2 separate regions of the Manis pentadactyla genome follow, and region 2 is linked to region 1. A link is a contact called in public Hi-C data. All regions are on one chromosome and are shown on one strand. Each heading gives the region's core, a stretch centred on a gene start, on an enhancer-like site or on the middle of the called end of the contact. The rest is flanking DNA. Distances are from core to core; before and after follow the strand shown. Region 1 holds the start of HECTD4 (HECT domain E3 ubiquitin protein ligase 4). Region 2 holds the start of NAA25 (N-alpha-acetyltransferase 25, NatB auxiliary subunit).

Region 1 (3,391 bases), core at 439-2,938:
ATAAAACAATAACATACTAACATACTGCATATCTCTGCATATACATCCTTGAATATGGCTCTGGTTGTTTCCTTCAGACAACTTCCTCAAAGTCGAGTTGCTGTATCAAAGGGCATGCACATCAGTGTTCTTCTGATTCGTTTACTTATTCAGTCTTCATTAAAACTAATTTTTAGGGCAGTTTTATGATCACAGCAAAATTAAAGGGAGGGACAGAGATTTTTCCCATATACTCCCTGCCCTGTACATGTGTAGCCTCCCCCATTTTCAACATCCCCCACCAGAGTGGGACATCTGTTATGATTGACGAACCTGCAATGACACACCATGGGTCACTCTTGGCATACATTCTATGGGTTTGGACAAATATATAATGAATGACATGTATCCATCAGTGTGGTATCACACAGAGTATTTTCACAGCCCTAAAGATCCTCTGTGCTTTGCATATTTATCCCTCCCTCCCACAACCCCTGGCAACCACTGATCTTTTTATTGTTTCCATAGTTTTGCCTTTACCAGAATGTCATATCATTGGAATCATACAGTCAACAAGAAATCAACAAGGCTCTTCAGATTGGCTTCTTTCACTTAGTAATATGCACTTAAATTTCCTCATTTCTTTTCCTGGCTTGATGTCATTTCTTTTTGTGGCTTGATAGTCATTTCTTTTTATTGCTGAATAATATTCCATTGTGTGGATGTACCACCGTCTATCCATTCACCTACTGAAGGACATCTTGATTACTTCCAAGTTTTGGCAATTATGAATAAAGCTGCTATGAACATCCCTGTGAAGGTTTTTGTGTGAACCAACGTTTTCAAGTCCTTTGATGGGAATGAGTGCTTCATAGTTTTCTTTAAGTATAAAAGAAATACAAAGATGACTCACCTCAACCACGCCAGACTAGTCCCACTCTCCATGGCAACTCACATTAACAGCTGGATATGTGTTTTCCTAGTTTTCTCTACACATGTAGTTCTTCCCTTTCTTGTTTTAATAAAAATGGATGGCGTGCATATTTTTAAGGTGTATATCAATCAGTGCTAAAATACTGATGGAATGTAACAATACTGTCATTTTCACTCCCACTCAGTACCAGGCACCAGCATCAAGCGCTGTGACCAGTGCTTTCTTTTCATCAGGTTTTGAGTGCTTATCGGGTACTAGACTTTTTAGTAAATATGAACCGCCTTCTGCGCTGTTCCAGCAAGGGCTTACGAACAGGTGTGCAGCACCTATTCTGTGCTAGAGTTTTGCATATACTTTTTTTAAACATGAAAGCAGGGACTGAACCTTCAAGCTCCGCCCAAGGTCGGGGCTCCGGCCCGGGCGAGGAGCGCATCCGTGAGTGGGCGAGGAGGGCGCCCTCATCTCCTGATGGGCCCCAGACGCCCCCAAATGGCTAGGGGCAGGAAAAGGGTCAGGTAGGTCGGTCTGAGCGCAAGACCAAGCGGCGAGGAGGAGGAATTCCCGCAGAACCGAGAGCTCGGCAGCGGGGCGGGGCCAGGGGGCGGAGCCTGTATTGTCCGCTCCGCGGGGCATGCCGGGAGCCCCGCCCCCAACATGGCGTCTCACTGACAGTTGGCTGCTTAGCGGCAGAGGCGGTTTCTCCTCTTCAGGGCGGCGGCGGTGACGGCGGCGGCGGCGGGGCAGGGGTCTCCGGGGCCGGAGGGTGGGGGATGGCGACTCGGACTGCCTAGGGCGGAGCTGCAACGGGCGAGGAGGCGAACGGGGCGCTGCAGGCTGGCGCGGCGCCTGCTGCCATGGACTGGTGATCGCGGCGGCTGCTGTTGGCGTTTCCCCTGGCCGGGTGGCTGCTCCTCACCACCAGCCTCTCAGCCGGGGCCATGGGCTCGTCGGCGGCCGCGGCGGCTGCTGCGGCGGCGGCGGCGGACTCGGCGCAGTGGCTCTCGGTGAAGGAGGAGACCATCTTCCTGCATGACGGGCTGATCCGGGTCACCGACCTGGCCGAGCTGCCCAGCGAGATCCTTGGGGCCCCGGAGGCCGCCGACACCGACTTGGAGGTGAGAGACGCAGCTCCTCGGCCTCCGCCATCGGATTGGCCCACCCGCCAACACCCCGGGGTCGGGCCCTCACATCTCCGCCTCACCCCAACCTGGAGTCCGAGGCCCCCAAAGGCTATCCCGGCAGGTGTGGGCGCAAGGCGGGCAGTGGGGGGCCGCGGCCGCGGGTCTGCAGGCCGCCCGCCTCCCTGCCTCCTCCGGGCCTCACACCCCCAGGGATTTCGTTTTGAACGTTCCGACACACGGCATTTTATTAGACTATGGCCGGGCACGGCCTCCACGCCCTGTGCAGGAGCCGCCGTCACCTCCCCGGCTGTCTCCCCTCCCCCGCGGACCCTCTCGGACTCCCTTCCAGGGCACGCCCAGGATGCTTAGTTTTGGGGACATTTTAATTTTATGCTGTACACTTCCCCCCTTTCTTTCCCCAGCTCTGTGTTGATTTTTTTATTTTTTCGGGGGAGGGTAGTGGCAACAGCGTATCCGTGATGGGCAATCCAGCAACTTACATGTGTCGTGCCTGGGATTGACACGGGGCCTTTGTCAGCCATGCAGGTGGTGTGGACAGCGAGAGGGATGCTACAGCGGCCCTCCGTGCGCTCCCCGCGGAGGGTAACGGGCGCTTTAGGCCACAAGGTCTTTTTGTGAGCTCCAGGGTCGTGCAGAAGCCGAGGCTTAAGAGCCGTGGCAGGTGCAAAAGCAGATCTCAGCAACTGTGCTGCTGGCTGTGGGGGCAGAAGGAAACCAAATATGCTCGGTTGTTGGGAACTTTGCACCGACTTCACGTGGTTTCGGGTTTGCCCAGATGTGGGAATACTGACTGGTAGCATCGTTTCTTCGAGGCCAGCCGAGGCTGACACTCCTTCCCCTCCACTTTGTGGGATGACATTTTGATGAGTAGGTAGCATGGGGTGTCATGAAATTCTTATTGTCACAAGGAGGACTCTCCGGGGTAGGGCGCAGAGAGGATGGCCTGTCTTCTGGCTATAAACGGAATGTGAGGAATCTTTTGTGTTTTGCGGTTTTGCATGCACTATAGAAATAGATTAAAACCCATTACTGTGTGTGTGTGGAAACGGCAGCGAGCGGATCTCGCTGGTCGAGATTTCTGGACGTGCCTGACATGTAAATACGTTCCCCTGTATTTTTGTGTCCGGATTTGAGGTTGAGGTTGCAGCATTCCCACTGTGAACTCTTAATTGACTTATTTTACAGTCCGGCCACCAAAAAAAGGGAAGGTACAAGTTAGTAGGGAATTCCTATCATGGAATCATAGTTTTATTATGTCTCATTTGGACCTATTCTATAAAAAGCAAGGTGTGTCTGAGTGTCTTACCTACTTGAAAACTGAACGTATATTATACTA
Region 2 (3,391 bases), core at 584-3,083, 230 kb after region 1:
ACATGTGTTTCCTCCTAAGAGGTAACCCCTGTAACACTGGTATAATTGTTAAGTGCAGATTTGAAAGTGAGACCACCACAAATTTCACCATTTGTATTGATCTTGGGCAAATGACCTAATATCTGCACACTTCAAAATTCTCATTTAAAAATGAGGCTCACAATAGTACATATTCCACCAGTTTGTGAGAATGAAATGAGATGATGTATGAAAAAGATCTTATGAATGGATAAAGAAGATGTGGTACATATACACAATGGAATACTATTCAGCCATAAGAAGAAAATAAATCCTACCATTTGCAACAAAATGGATGGAGCTGGAGGATATTATGCTCAGTGATATAAGCCAGATGGAGAAAGATCAGTACCAAATGATTTCACTCATTTGTAGAGTATTAACAACAAAGCAAAACTGAAGGAACAAAACAGCAGCAGATTCATATACTCCAAGAAGGGACTAGCGGTTACCAAAGGGAAAGCGGGTGGGGAGGGAGGGATAAGGGGATTAAGGGGTATTGAGATTAGCACACATAATGTAGCGGGGGCACGGGGAAGGCAGTATAACATAGAGAAGACAAGTAGTGACTCTATAGCATCTTACTACACTGATGGACAGTGACTGTAATGGGGTATGTGATAGGGACTTGATAATGGGGGGAATCTAGTAACCACAATGTCGCTCATGTAATTGTATATTAATGACACCAAAAGAAAAAAAAAAAGAAAAAAATCTTAGTGCAGTTTCTGGTATATAGTAAATGCCCAGTAGATGCACACTATTATTATTGTTAATTATCATTATAGTTTTTTTCTAGGTATGTGTATTTTTTAATAGCAATTCCTAACTTGCTGTTCCAGTGGATTCTAAAGACTTTTGATCTAGACTCCTTACCTTAATTCATATTTTTCAAAGAGTGGTCCTCAATTCGAATCAGAACCTCTGGGGATAGACTCCAGGAAGTTCATGTTTATCTAAAGTTTCCCAAGGGAATCTGATGTCCATGAAAACTGGAAAATCATACTCTTGGACACTAAAAAGCCCAGAAAGGGAAAGGAATGGAACATCAGAAGAAGGGGTCAACCCCAGCTGGTCAATGCTTACATTGGGGACATCGGGCCTGAGAGAGACCTGGGTTTGAATCACACTGACTAGTGTGGCCTTATGTCATGATATGACTGAGGCTGGCACACCTGATTGGTTCCCTCTCGCTCACTTTACCTTTAAGTCCTAGACAATTGTCACTTTTTAGCTGGGCTTTTCCTGACCACACTAAAATTGTCTCCCTCCTCCACTCGCCAGCCCGTTTTACTTTTCTCAGTATCATTTATTACCATCTAACATACTGTCTTACATGTCTCACCCCTTCAAGTTCCATGAAAGCTTTACTGTCGTATCCTCTATGCCTAAAACATAGAATGCCACGTAATATGGACTCATTCTGTGTTGCATGAGTAAACCCACTGGTAAAAACTAAAATATTTCTACCTCCTGGAGATACTAGGGCTCTTTTGAGTATTAATGAGACAATACATGTAAAAAGCTTGCAACACAGTGTTTAGGCACATACTGACCGAGTTACTTTTCCTCCAGCTTGACGGAGGTATAACTGCCAAATAAATTGACTGCATTACTATTAATCTACTATGCTCCTTAGTCGGCTGAGCCCCGGGAGAGGGGTGAAGGGATCTCGAACTTTTCTGGGAGATTTTTGCTGTTGATCACCTCCCTTTCCCCTACTGTCTCCTGGGTCACTCTCCCAGAGGAGTTCCTGGTTCCTCAACAATTAATCAAAGACAAGTCTAACTGGTCCTTCAGCACAGAGGATAAATAGGATAAACAGGAGCAGCCGAGCCCTAACTTCGACCAAGGGTATTTCTCCTTTCCTCACTCCCCGGTAGGTTAACTCGGAAGGGACTTCAACAGCCGCCTCTTCTTGCTACGTTTAGTCCTCCAACCACGGGAGAAAGTTTTTAGGAAGGAAGCAACTGGAGGAAAGGCGAGACGCGGAACTTCCCTTTCTGCACCGGCGCGTTCAGTGGCAGGCCTGAGACTATCGCGATAGACAAGCGAGATCGACTCTGGCCCTTTAACAGCCCCTTCCCGGGGCCCTGCCCCGCGCGTGCGCACTGCCGTTCTGCGCTTGTCATCATGGCGACGCGGGGCCATGTGCAGGACCCTAACGACAGGCGCCTCCGGCCCATTTACGGTGAGTGCCTGGGGCCAGCCTGGTGTCCGGCTGGGCGCGTCAAGGGTTGCCAATACCGTGGCGAAGGCCCCGGAGGGGCGCTGAGGGGTCGGGCGGGGGACTGGCGGGCGCGGGGGGCGGGCCGCGCGGTCCTCTAGGCCTCAGTCGCCGGCCTCGCGTAGTCGCTGGCCGGGCCTTCCTGAGCCCTGAGGTGGCAGCTGCGTCGTCCGGGCAGCTGCAGGTCATCAACAGAGCTAGTCCGGCAGGCTGGCCTGGTGAGACACATTCTCTCGCGGAGACCTGCCCGCAAGCTGCGCTGTTAGTGCCGCACCATGGAAGACCCAAGATCTCACCGCAGGTGGAAGCTGGTTCCGGCGTGGAGTGGGATACTTAACTTAAGGGAGAATTAACACTGAAGACTGTATTTACGGGAAACGGGCCTAGGCGGTTGACTGACCAGCTGTGAGAAATGGAGGTTTGAAGAGGGGAAGGGGCTGATACAAGGTCACCCACATCGAGTCAGGAGCAGGCCCGGATTCGAGGCCCCCAATCCAGGGCTCTTTGCTGGAGAAACAGCTGCTTGGGCACAGGTGGGAGGCAGGGGTTGGGGGCGGAGGGAGGGTGTCTTTGGGCCTAAAATAGCTGTGGAGAGACTGCAATAGCTCACATCAGAGGGGCGTGCAAGGCTGCTGCAGGGCCTTTCCTTTCTGCAGCTTCTCTGCTTTTCTCTGCAGCACAGCTAAGTGGATCTTCCTGCATAACGCTTACCTCAACCCGTAGGCTTTAAGACCTTGAGGTCATCCTGCTCAGGTTGTGAAAAATCACAGATTTGAGTCTAGGAGAAACACCTTTTCAGTAACTGAAATGTTCTGTAACAGTGGTCCCTTTTGCATTTCCTTTCCTCTTAGATGGTTGTATGGTCTTGGTCTTTCTCAGTTACTAGGGATGAAGGCGTGTCAAGGACAGTGGTTTTTGCAAAATTAGACCTCGTGTTTGTAGTGTGGATGTTACTAAATGGAGGCTGCTCTGAATAGCTGAGATTATTTAACTTTTTGAGGAGGGTTATGTTTCTGGCACAATTGGTACTGCTTTTATATTATAATTTGTACGATGCTTTACTCTCACATCTCATTTGATTGCAGCAACAATCCTCTGAGGTGGGTAATAATTATAGCTAATGGGTATAGACCCATATTGCTGTTG

Evidence for each region. A called contact is a pair of places that touch in the nucleus more often than the background predicts.
Region 2: a contact with region 1 is called in a Hi-C map of blood, with 4 times the contacts expected there. The contact joins the promoter of NAA25 here to the promoter of HECTD4 in region 1. A contact is called at or near these places in 3 of 3 Hi-C or Micro-C datasets (blood, fibroblasts and skin fibroblasts).

What each region holds. Positions count from the first base shown.
Region 1 is chr14:21,087,015-21,090,405 of mManPen7.hap1, forward strand. HECTD4 (HECT domain E3 ubiquitin protein ligase 4) reads left to right here and starts at 1,689. Exons shown (of 76, transcript XM_036929525.2): 1 at 1,689-2,028. The coding sequence starts at 1,852.
Region 2 is chr14:21,317,124-21,320,514 of mManPen7.hap1, forward strand. It overlaps NAA25 (N-alpha-acetyltransferase 25, NatB auxiliary subunit), which reads left to right and starts at 1,834. Exons shown (of 24, transcript XM_036929373.2): 1 at 1,834-2,209. The coding sequence starts at 2,152.